Linked DNA regions of Mus musculus: all the other regions are linked to region 2. A link is a contact called in public Micro-C and promoter capture Hi-C data. All regions are on one chromosome and are shown on one strand. The core of a region is the stretch at or near the end of the contact, and the rest is flanking DNA. Distances in the headings are between cores, read along the strand shown. Region 1 holds the start of Tmem37 (transmembrane protein 37). Region 2 holds the start of En1 (engrailed 1). Region 3 holds the start of Htr5b (5-hydroxytryptamine (serotonin) receptor 5B). Region 4 holds the start of Ccdc93 (coiled-coil domain containing 93).

Evidence for each region. Promoter capture Hi-C pulls out the DNA fragments that hold promoters and counts their contacts. Hi-C and Micro-C count contacts between places; a contact is called where the count stands out from the background.
Region 1: a contact with region 2 is called in a Micro-C map of embryonic stem cells, with 2.1 times the contacts expected there. The contact joins the promoter of Tmem37 here to the promoter of En1 in region 2. A contact is called at or near these places in 3 of 39 promoter capture datasets (embryonic stem cells, pre-B cells and stem cell-derived epiblast-like cells) and 2 of 484 Hi-C or Micro-C datasets (both in embryonic stem cells).
Region 3: a promoter capture Hi-C map of embryonic stem cells shows a contact between it and region 2, with 5 times the contacts expected there. The contact joins the promoter of Htr5b here to the promoter of En1 in region 2. A contact is called at or near these places in 18 of 39 promoter capture datasets (the 3T3-L1 cell line, 3T3-L1-derived adipocytes, the C10 cell line and 10 more), 2 of 484 Hi-C or Micro-C datasets (both in embryonic stem cells), 7 of 115 datasets of contacts at active chromatin or transcription factors (bone marrow-derived macrophages, craniofacial prominence, embryonic forebrain and 2 more) and 3 of 9 other capture datasets (adipose tissue, embryonic stem cells and liver).
Region 4: a contact with region 2 is called in a promoter capture Hi-C map of the HPC-7 cell line. The contact joins the promoter of Ccdc93 here to the promoter of En1 in region 2. A contact is called at or near these places in 11 of 39 promoter capture datasets (the 3T3-L1 cell line, the HPC-7 cell line, cranial neural crest and 7 more), 1 of 15 datasets of contacts at CTCF or cohesin (the NIH/3T3 cell line), 14 of 484 Hi-C or Micro-C datasets (CD8 T cells, DN3 thymocytes, LSK cells and 10 more), 27 of 115 datasets of contacts at active chromatin or transcription factors (T-cell acute lymphoblastic leukemia, astrocytes, bone marrow-derived macrophages and 18 more) and 3 of 9 other capture datasets (adipose tissue, embryonic stem cells and pancreatic islet).

The regions. Positions count from the first base shown.
Region 1 is chr1:120,072,361-120,075,060 of GRCm38.p6, forward strand. Tmem37 (transmembrane protein 37) reads right to left here and starts at 1,420. Exons shown (of 2, transcript NM_019432.2): 1 at 1,352-1,420. The coding sequence starts at 1,372.
Region 2 is chr1:120,601,078-120,603,961 of GRCm38.p6, forward strand. It overlaps En1 (engrailed 1), which reads left to right and starts at 1,410. Exons shown (of 2, transcript NM_010133.2): 1 at 1,410-2,844. The coding sequence starts at 1,956.
Region 3 is chr1:121,527,141-121,529,973 of GRCm38.p6, forward strand. It overlaps Htr5b (5-hydroxytryptamine (serotonin) receptor 5B), which reads right to left and starts at 1,325. Exons shown (of 2, transcript NM_010483.3): 1 at 273-1,325. The coding sequence starts at 1,049.
Region 4 is chr1:121,429,729-121,432,428 of GRCm38.p6, forward strand. Ccdc93 (coiled-coil domain containing 93) reads left to right here and starts at 1,339. Exons shown (of 24, transcript NM_001025156.2): 1 at 1,339-1,529. The coding sequence starts at 1,488. Gm35243 (a long non-coding RNA gene) reads right to left here and starts at 1,340. Exons shown (of 2, transcript XR_387343.4): 1 at 1,219-1,340; 2 at 1-501.

The DNA.
Region 1 (2,700 bases), core at 170-2,669, 530 kb before region 2:
CCCCTCCCTCCTCCCTCTTCCCCTAAAGGGGCTCCTACCTATGGCGGGTTAGTTTAGCTCCTCCCACACCCACACTGGTTTCTGAGTATCTCCTTTAGGGGTGCCCCCACACCTTGGCTCATTCCTCCATTCCTCCTGTGCCTTCCCTTCCCTGGAGATGGTCTGGAATATACCCAGGAACAAAGAAAAACAAGTCACCGAATCAGAGTCCCTACCACACCCTAGCAACTGAGTTCTGGATAAAAGAGTTTGAGGGTGGCCTTGCAAGGTTTTTCTTTTCTTCTTGTTACCAAAAGTGTGAGTGAGGTTCGGAGTTGGGAAGACCTGAATTTGTGTACATCCTGTCACTTGGCTACCCACTGTGGCCAGGTTACTTTCGAGCCTCAGTTATCTCTCTGTAGAATGGGTAGAGCTGTAGAGGTGGCCTATTCTTATAATGCCAGCTACTGGAAGGCTAAGGAAGCAGGGTGAATTGAGCCCAGGAGTCTAAGAGCATCCTGAGCAACAAAGAACAGATCCTGTCTATCTCAAGCAGTGCTGATAATGATAAAAATAATGATTAATGGGCGGAACAGTACCTAAAATTATCAGGGCCTGAGCACCTGGAGGCAGAGTCAACTGACCTCTGTACTTCTCAGGGCAAGACCGGACAGTGGACAGCCTGGAGCACAGCCAGCCACCGGGATGCCTGGGTGAGCAGGAAGCTGGCCCGCGGGGTAGTGGACACTTCCGACCGCCTTTTGAAGCGGGCAGGAATGCAGAGATTCTCAGCCAACACAAACACTCAGCATTGCTCCAAAAGAAGCCAGATCTTAGGGGAAGCGGCCGCTCCTGTCCTGGGAACCGTTTACCTCGAGTGTCAGGTCCCCAGCGAATCCAGTCCCACCTCAGTTCCACCTAACTCCTCAAACGCGCTTCGGAGGAAGATGATATTTGCAGTCGCCCTCTCAGAAAGTTCTGGCTTCGCGAGCAACGTCCTCGTCCGTTACATAAACCAAGCCTGGCATTTTCTAAGTCTACCCTGACAGTCCGCAACTCTAGACCCCCAGTTTTTAAAGATTCTCAACGACCCCCGAGAAAAGCCTAACTGGTGACCCTGCAAAAAAGTTTGGTGGTCTCTGGTGCTCATCAGAGGCCGAGAAGACCGTGCAGAGCGAGCTGCATTGGGGTAGCAGGTACCCCCCCCCCCCGACCTCTCAGAGGAACCTTCCGGGGGAAGGGTGTCCCAGAAAGACCTGGGCACCTTGGGGAGTTGTCACCCTAACCCAAAGTTTCAGTCACTGAGAGTTCCCAGTCCTCCCCCATGATAGACTGTACCCCGGCTCTGCGCCCCGCGGGTCCCTCAGGTTACCTGCGCGCCGATGGCCGTCATGCTGCGCTCTGGTAGGCAGCGCTGTCGCCTGGCCTAGCTGTCGCACTCGTGCACTTGTGCTCGGCCACGGGGCTGGCCCTCTATCTGGGCGGGGCGCAAGCCGGGGGCGGGGGCTTCGCGGTCACTGGGCTGCTCGGGTTACGCTGACTCAGCAGCGCCCTGGGTCCCAGAGAAGGGGTGAGCGGTGACCCGGCTCGCGATCTTCCCCTGGATGCAGATTCCTCGAGGACTGGGAGATTTGGTTCCAGTCCAAGATTGAAGGGCCAAGAGTCGGGAAGGAGCACCTAGGTGCAAAGTGGAGGATCCCGCCAGGATTCTGGTTTCTACACCGGGTGTGTGACCTTGGACCGCTAGTTTAACACCGCAGAGCCTTGGTTAATAAGTGAGATACTATGTGATTGGCTGGCCTGTTACAAAGCTTTTGTGACATGTGAGTGGACCAGAACCTTCACTTGTCTTAGTTTACTCGTTAAGGAGGATGTGACGGCGTCCTTGACTCCTAGTCCCCTCGGGAACTATCAGCAAACACTAGGTCAAATGTGGTGGCAGATTCCTGTAAATCCAGCATTTGAAGGGCTGATGCAGAGGGATTGCCTTGAGTTAAAGGCCAGTCTGGGTTATTTGAGCAGCCTGGGATACAGGGTCAGACTCTGTAATCACGGAGAGAATGGAGGAGAGGGTTGGGAAGGAAGAGGAGGGGGAGGAAGAGAAAGGACAGGAGGGAGGAGGCGTGGAGGGGTGACTAAGAGCTTAGTGCAGCAAGCAGGAGGCCCTAGATTCTTTTCCCAGCCGCATAAGTAAAGGAGAGTGGGAGGGGGTATAGATGGGTATGCTAAAATACTCCCACCCCCAAAGGGTGGAAGGTGTGGTCTGAGGGCGAGGGTTTCAGCTAGCATTTCCTACTTCCTTCCTCCAGCCTGGGGAAGAAGGTGGGTGGGGTCCTACATAAAATAAAATAAAGTAAGATGCTGACTAAGGACTAGATTAGATGGAATAAATCATCTATCTTGTTCTGGCCAGCAGATTGCTCTCTTGTTTACCTATGGACATTGAAAAGAATACACTTATATCCTCTGGAAGGAGCCATGAGGGAAACCAGGAAGATGCGGCCTCACATGCATTCTCTGCTTCCCAGTTCATCTGATTCCACAGAAAGCTTTGCTCAGCCCCAGAGCCAGTCCTGGGGCAGACAGATAGGGTGTGGACACATGTCCCTGCCTCCTCTTGCTTTCCCACTCTGAGTGAAGGCTAGCTGAGATGCTGGCTGCTGCAAACACACATTGCTGGGCCCCTCCCTGGAACTTCTGACCAGTGGGACCAGGCTGAGA
Region 2 (2,884 bases), core at 160-2,659:
GCTTCAACAGTCTATTCGTACCCGACCCTCCAAAACAGCTCTCCAGGAAATCTCTCCGGCGTCCAGCATCACCCTTCACTCTCTAACCTGGGTTGAGGAAAAACTTTTGAGGTATTTCACTCGGGAAAAGAGGAAATGCCCAGAATACAGCAGCGTGGAAGCGACTGGAGGCGAAAGTGCTCAGGGCCCCACCCCAAGATGCCCAGGAGTGGGCAGCAATTCCAGCGAATTCAGCTTAGAATTAGGGTAACCCGTTGTTGAATCTTCAGCCGGCCAAGGCAAACATTTGAAGCGCGGTAGTTTTATTGTTCTGATTTTTACTTTGCAGGGAAATCTAACACAGAGGTTTCACTGAAGTTGAAACCCAAACCTAGGCCTTGCAAGGAGGCACATCATGTCGCCTGGCTTAGGTGCTCTTCTGAGACAACTCTACCGGGCTAGGGCAATCCGGATTTCCCTTAGCCAAGGAAGAAAAGGGCAGAATGCACTAGGGCTCTTCTATGGCCTCTGGACGTGGCTCCACAGCGTCCGGACAGCTTGTGGGTGTTGGTGATCCAGACAGGGAAGGGCATAGTTACGAATCTCTCAGCGACAGTGTGGCTAGCCACTGACACAAACCAACAGTGCCAGCAAGGTGTAGCAGGCCTCTTGGGTTTGCCATTAGTGGGAAACAAACGACACCTCTGAAGGTAGCTAGCCCTAAGTCTTTCGCTCATGCCCGATCTCTTGGTTTTTCACACACACACACACACACACACACACACACACACACACACACACACACACAGAGAGAGAGAGAGAGAGAGAGAGAGGGGGGGGGGAGACAGAGAGAGAACGTGGGAATATAAGAATATAAACTAAATCGGCGACCGGGGATGGGGAGGGGGGTGTATGGTATCCCAAATCCCTGCCGCTTCTCGTTGTTCCCAGCACACACGAACCCATAGTCCTGTATTTCTCCAACAAGTTGTGGACTTGCTTCTCTTATCTGTCTACATCCCAAATTCTAGCTTTCTCGGATCTCTTCATGCCCTCTTCAGTCCGGATCTGAAGGGGGGAGGGGCGTGGGCACAAATGGGGGCAGGGCAGGCCGGACGTACGGGGCCTGAGCCTCTGCACCCCCTCTCCACCCACGGCCGCCGCCCCCGGATTATTTATCCGCAAAGTCCCGCGCGCGCCCATTGGGCCGAACCCTGAGTGTCAGCGCGAGTTCTGGCTCGCCATTGGTCTCACACACGTGCGGCCCTGACTCACGTGCTTCCGGTTTGAAGGCAAAAAGTGTGCCTGGGTGATTTTTTTTTTTTTTAAGCGAGAGAGTTTGTGCAAAGATCCGAGCTGTCAGAGATTTCAGGGGGGAAAAGGGAGCCCGGCACTGGCGGAGACGCGCTCTCCCTGCAAAAAAGCAAAGACGATTAAAGGCGCTGCCAGCCTCGCTCTCTGGGCACAGCTGAGCGTGACACTGGGGAAGTCAAACCCCTCTACTGCCTAGGAAGATGGCTAGACTTTAAAGATTATTTTTTTCCCTTTAAGGAAAAAGTCTCGGAGCTTTAAAAAAAATTCCTTTTTCTCTTTTTTTTTCTCCCCTCTTTTTTTTTTTTTCTGAGCCGTGGCTTATCCCCCCATTAAGACCAATCACTGAAATCTTGTTGCTGAAAGAAAAAAAAGAAAGAAAGAAAAAGAAAAGAAAATAATAGCCAAGTGTCTTCACTGTATCTGGATGTCTACAAATTAGAGAGAGGGAGAGAGCGAGATTTGCTCCACCAGAGCGGGCGAGAGCCAGGCCAGACGCTCGCCTTTCTTTTTTCCGCCTGCATCCGCCCTGTGCCTTCGCTGAGGCTTCGCTTTGCCTTCTTCCTCTCCGCGCACCCCCACGGGCCCGCTGGCAAAGTGGGGTGGGGAGCGAGGCGCGGGGGGCGGGGGCCGGCGCCGCGGCCAGGGCTGCCGGGCGGCCGAGCATGGAAGAACAGCAGCCGGAGCCTAAAAGTCAGCGCGACTCGGGCCTCGGCGCGGTGGCAGCGGCGGCCCCGAGCGGCCTCAGTCTGAGTCTGAGCCCAGGAGCCAGCGGCAGCAGCGGCAGCGATGGAGACAGCGTGCCGGTGTCCCCGCAGCCAGCGCCCCCGTCGCCTCCTGCGGCACCCTGTCTGCCGCCCCTGGCCCATCACCCGCACCTCCCCCCGCATCCCCCGCCCCCGCCGCCGCCGCCGCCGCCGCCACCGCAGCATCTCGCGGCGCCTGCTCACCAGCCGCAGCCCGCGGCCCAGCTGCACCGCACCACCAACTTTTTCATCGATAACATCCTAAGGCCCGATTTCGGTTGCAAAAAGGAACAGCCCCTGCCTCAGCTCCTGGTGGCTTCGGCTGCAGCCGGAGGAGGCGCAGCAGCAGGAGGAGGAAGCCGCGTGGAGCGTGACCGAGGCCAGACTGGTGCAGGTAGAGACCCCGTTCACTCTCTGGGCACACGAGCTTCGGGGGCTGCCTCGCTCTTGTGTGCTCCAGATGCGAACTGTGGCCCACCCGACGGCTCCCAGCCCGCCACCGCTGTCAGCGCCGGCGCATCCAAAGCCGGGAACCCGGCTGCTGCGGCGGCCGCGGCCGCAGCAGCGGCTGCAGCGGCAGTGGCGGCAGCGGCGGCAGCAGCCTCGAAGCCCTCGGACAGTGGCGGTGGTAGTGGAGGCAACGCGGGGAGTCCCGGGGCGCAGGGCGCCAAGTTCCCGGAACACAACCCTGCGATCCTACTCATGGGTTCGGCTAACGGTGGGCCGGTGGTCAAGACTGACTCACAGCAACCCCTAGTGTGGCCCGCCTGGGTCTACTGCACACGCTATTCGGACCGTCCGTCCTCTGGTGAGTACCCGAGCCGGGATGTGCATATGTGTCCAGGCCA
Region 3 (2,833 bases), core at 75-2,574, 930 kb after region 2:
TCTCATGTACAAGTTTAGAAAATAATTTTCACAGGTGCATATCCCGCAGGTGGTTCTCTAGAAATACAAGCGCTAAGCCACCCCACGAGCTCAAGAGCAGATGGCCTTCTCCCGCGCTCCAGATGCGACATTTCCTCTCCTCTCTTACACACCAAAGTCCAAACTCCGTTCTACTCTTCCATTTTCTATTTTTATTTCTTTCCAGGACCCTTCCTCCGCACTACCCCCACCCCCACATCCACACCGAGAAATCCACAAAGAGTCCCTGTTACCTGCGTGGTGGCAGGAAGCGGTACCACCGCCCGCCGTCTGCGGCCGAATCGAAATTTGGCGGCTTTGTATATTTTCCAGTAGACGAAGAGCACCACCGCCAGAGGCAGGTAGAAGGCTCCGCAGGTGGAGAAGACAGCATAGGAGGGCTCCTGGCTCACCTGGCAACGCTGCAGCCGAGCATCATAGGCTTCGCCCCAGCCAAAAAGCAGCGGGGCGAGAGCAATGAGCGCGGACAGTGCCCAGGTGATCGCGATCATGAGCGCAGAAGCACGGCTCCGGGTGCGCAGCGTGTACTGCAGGTGGCGCGTGATAGTCCAGTAGCGATCCAGGGCGATGGCCGCCACGTTCCAGATGCTGGCGGTGCAGCACAACACGTCGAAGGAGATCCACACGTGGCACAGACTCCTGCCTAGCTGCCAACGTCGCCCAACGGACAACTCGCTCACCAGGCTCAGAGGCATCACCAGAGCCGCCACCAGGACATCCGAGACGGCTGTCGAGGCCACCAAGTTATGTGGCACGCGGTGGAAGGCGCGGACACGCAGGATAGTCACCAGAACTAGCAGATTCCATAAGAAAGTGGCAACGATCAGCAACACCAGTAGAGTCACCACAAGCACGGTGAAAGCAGAGAAGGGCGGCTCGCGGCCAGGCAAGATGAGCCCACCTGGGGTGGATCCCATGCTCCTGCCGGAACTTGGGCTGTCACTGCAGCTCTCGGGTCCCGGAGGAAAGGCAAGGCCGGGAGTGGCGCCTGAGAGGTTAGAAACTTCCATTATTCAGGGACTTGGGCTCTGGGGCAGGAGATGTGCCCGTGGTTGCATGAACTGTGGATAGGTGGCGAAGCAAGAGAAGCAAGAGAGGCACTCCGCGCGCCCAGCAACGCAAAAAGATGTCCAAACCGCGCCACCCTTGTCCCTTTTCCAAACTGCAGCCTCCTTTTGGCGCTTCTTTTGGCCTTTTTCGTGGACCCTCTTTTCCAGATGAGACTCCTTAGTCCAGCTTTGCCCAGCGCATCAAACCGACTGCAGAGGATTGGGGACTGGTGCCTGGGCTCAATAGAGACCTTCCCTGAATGGTTGCTGGAACCAAAGGGCTCCTCGTGTGGGCTGAAATGGGCGGAGGAGTTTTGGAGCCTCCACCAATAGGAGCTGTAGCTGTAGCGCAGTACTAGCGGTCTCCCACCTCCGAGGGGCGGAGAGAAAGCTAGCAGCGGTCGCCTCAGGGAAAAGTTGTTAACATCCTGTTGGAATTCCATAGCTACCACCTCCGCAGATCCCTCAAGTGGACTTGTTGGTTCTGTTAGACACTGAGACATTGTTGGGCTACCAGCCAAAGGCATTGTGGTTTCCTGGAGCCCTGATTCTACCTGTATCCAGAGTAAGAGTCCCAAATATTGGAGTGCATGAAACAGAAAGTTCTGCTCCCCAGCTGTTAGGTGCTAGGTGCTCAGTGCTCTGTGCTCCATCCCAGCTGCTTGGTGCCCAACTCATAGGGAGGGTTTCTTGGACCTTGCAGTTTATCCCTTAGTTTTATGCTAACAACTCCAGGCTGAAGCTGTTGGACAGAGATCTAGAAGAGGGACAGTTTCCAACCTGCTTGCCATGTCTAACTTCAGGTGCTCCACCTCCTTTTGGTTTCTAATAGTCTACTATCCTCTTCCAGTTTAAACCTGAGGTTTTATTGTTGCAACTTTGTTTCTTGTGGTGCTGGGGATGAAGGCAGGGGTCTTGTCCAGGATAGGCAGGCACCCCACCCCGCAGCTACTCTCATTTACCCTTGGGTAAAGGAAAACGGCACTTACGTGAAATTCTCTTCACCCTCCTCCAACATCCCCATTCCATTTTCAATCTCATTCTTTAAATTACTTTTACGTGTGTGTGTGCGTGTGCGTGTGCGTGTGCGTGTGTGTGTGTGTGTGTGAGAGAGAGAGAGAGAGAGAGAGAGAGAGAGAGATCATGAGGAGGTCAGAGAAAAACTAAAGGAAGTCAGTTGTTCCTGTCCACCGTGTGGATTCCAGGGATGGAACTCAGAGCTAGGGAATTCAGATCTTCAGGCTTGGTGCCAACTGTTTTGACCCAGTGAACCATCTTGCAGGCCCCAGTCTCATACTTTAAAAAAGCATATCAAGTTGGATGTGGTAGCATACACCTTTCTTTAATCCCAGCACTCAGGAAGCAGAGGCAGTTTTGAAGCCAGCCTGACCTACACAGTCAGCTCCAAGACAGCTGGGACCACAGAAAAACCCTGCCTCAGAAGCAAGCAAACAAACAAACAAACAAATAATAAAAAGTATATCAAAGTATATTGTATGAAAAAGTCTTAAGTAAAAATAATTGGCTATTTTAAGAGCATAATGTGATTACTCTAAAGCTGTGGCTGTTGGTGGGAGTCAAACAGAAACTTGAGATAGCATCCTTAAGGTTGGAACAAAGGTCAGACGGTTGAGGGTTCACCTAGCATATCAGTCTCGTATGCTGGTGTGTATATGGTTGCAATCCCAGCAGTTGGCTGGGGGTGGGGGTGGAGGTAGTTGGATCAGAAATTCAAAGCTGTCTTC
Region 4 (2,700 bases), core at 89-2,588, 830 kb after region 2:
TCATACCCTCGAATTTCTTTGAGCCAGAGGCATGCACATGGTATGTAGGCATACATACAGGCACAACAGTCATACACCTAAAATAAAATAATAAATCTAAGAAAAAACAATCAAAAGTTATCAGAGATATTAAGAGGAAGAAAGGAAGCAAACACAAAACCTCTTTAATGGCAAGAAGCATATGTTTTTCCAGTTTTCCACCCGTCCTTCAGTAAAGATCTCTCCTACAGCAGAAGACTTCATGTCACTTCTGCCTCCATCTCTTACAAAATGAAAATAGGCTGGTAAGCTGTTCTGCAGCAGGTGCTGGGCTGGCAGGAAAAAGACAACCCTTTTGTATAGCTGCCATCCTCTGGGACAGACAAGGGGCACATTGCATAAGTGGTACAGCAGCTAATCGTATGTGATCACCGGACTCTGCATTTTACAAAACATGTCCCCAGAAAGATGCAGGGTGTCAGGATGAGATGGGTGAGGATTATTTTCCAAAACAAAATTTTCCTGGAAATAAAATGCAGAGACTAGGAAGGAACAAATGTAATGATCTCTTTTTGAGTTCTCTGTCCCCAGGTCCACATGTTAATAGCTGGCACAAGAGTGTGTTAAACATGGCTGGAACTGGGTCTTAGCTGGGACTGACTCAGGAGCTGGGAGCTGTCCAAGCCAGGCTTGGAAAGAACCAAACTCAGAATCTGATACCCAGGGAAAGGAAAGGGAGCCAGAAGGCAAGAGATCCTCACGACACAGGGAAATAGCTTTTAAGAAGCTCCGTGAAGGCCAAGAAACTAGAAAGTGGGAATAGTTAAAAGAACTCTGGTGATATAACAGTTGAAGGGAGAAATACTAGAGGTAGAAGGATTTAAGAAGGGAAGGGACCGGCAAGGAGATGGTAGAGAAAAGAGGGTGGGTGTTCAAGTAAAACTAAGGATATATGAAAATGCCATAAGGAAACGTGCTACTTTGTAAACGAAAAAAAAAAAAAAAAAAAAAAAAAGGAACTGATCATGGTGGCGCATTCCTATAAACTATAGGGGAACAAAGTCATCCTTAGGAAGTGCTAAGCCAGGCTGGCTAAGACACTGTCTCAAGGAACAAAAAAAAAAGAAAAAAAGAGGAACAATAAGAAAGCATTTTAAGAAAACTTAGGAAAGAAAGGAAAAAGTAGGAAAAGAAAAAAGAAAAAGAAAGAGAAACATTTTTAAAAGAAAGAAAAAGTACCTTAGGAGGAATCTTGAGTTCAGCACCTCCTCTGAGGGGAGGATCGGTTACTCGGGATCCAGCCCCGCCCAGCAGTGCTGGCTGTCCTTGCGCAGGCGCAGTGGTTCCTCGCTTCAGCACTAGTGCGCATGCTCCGCGGGGCCACGGTTCTCCGACCTGCTGTGGTAGTGTCAGCTCCTGTGAAGGAAGTTTCCGCTTTGCACCCCACCCGGATCACAGTTCGGTTGTAGGGCCCGCTCTCTCCGGCTCCACATCAGCGCATCTGGATCATGGGGTTACCCAAGGGGCCAGAGGGCCAGGGACTCCCGGAGGTGAGGACCTCTGTCCCTGACACCCTGGGGTTGCTGGGGAGAGAGGGCCGAGCCCAGGGCGGCGGGCAGGGACCAGCCTGGGGTGGCGGGGACACTGTCTATGGTTGCTCAGGTGTGTCTGTCCCAAGGCGGGCCCTAGGTACCCTGGAGGGGCAGCTGACTGGTCCCCCGGCGTGCCAGGGTGCATCGTGTCGCTGGGTGCAAACTTAAGGGTTCCTGGGTCCTCTGGGGACAGAGGAAACATCCAGATCCCGGCCCAGATGCAACCTCACACATCACGAGGTCCCCGGGAATTCCTATCTCGGGTTGTCTGGAGGCCCCTCACATTGCGAGACTGGCTTCCCCCGGGCCAAGGCTGCTGCGCTTAGGAGTCTCAGCAGTCACGAGATGAGCGGTGGGACTGTCCTGCTCCCGGTGTGCAGGGGGCGGTGACCTTGGGACACACACCTTCTGCGGGACCCATGTGGCCAGCCTTTCATTCCCTTTTGTCAGGAAGGCACGCTACCTACCCGGCTTGTAGCCTCCTGCCCCTCCCCCCGTCCCACGGGCCGGGGAGGGTGAAGGAAGTTTGGAAGCTCTGCGCACATCAGGGTGATGACAGAGTTGAGGACACTCTCTCCTGTGGTGCCTGTGTCGGGACAGGAACATGCTGCGTGTTCTAAGGAGGGAGGACCTTTTCAGAAATGGTTTAGTCGAGTACTCAGCCAGTACTCATTCGATCCTATGAACAGGACTACCACGTAGGCTGGGAAGAAAAGTGCAACCACTCTCTAACGGTGGGCTACCGTTAGAGCTTGGCTGTGGGATTTCCAGTTGTCCTCCTAGTTGCTTTACTCAAAGCTCTGAGCTTAGAGAAGAGTCCCAGTTTCCAGAGAGAATTAGGGAACACCTCTAAGGCACCTGGATCTCTTTCTAAGGCTGGAAGGCAGGCTTTGGCAGAGGTGTGGTGTGCCTATTTGACACTGTGCCTAGTGCCCGTTCTTATTCAGCTGCGCCGATCTTGCTTCCCCGTGCCCCTCACAAATCCTTCTGTTACATCTTCATCCTACTCATTACAGAGTCGAAGTGTTCTGTGTCCAGGTGATGAAGGGTGGGTATGTGTGGCCCTGGGTTAGGTAAAGTTTCATGGGGTCTGGGTTGTAATAGTTCAGATTTTCTTTGCCATGTAAAA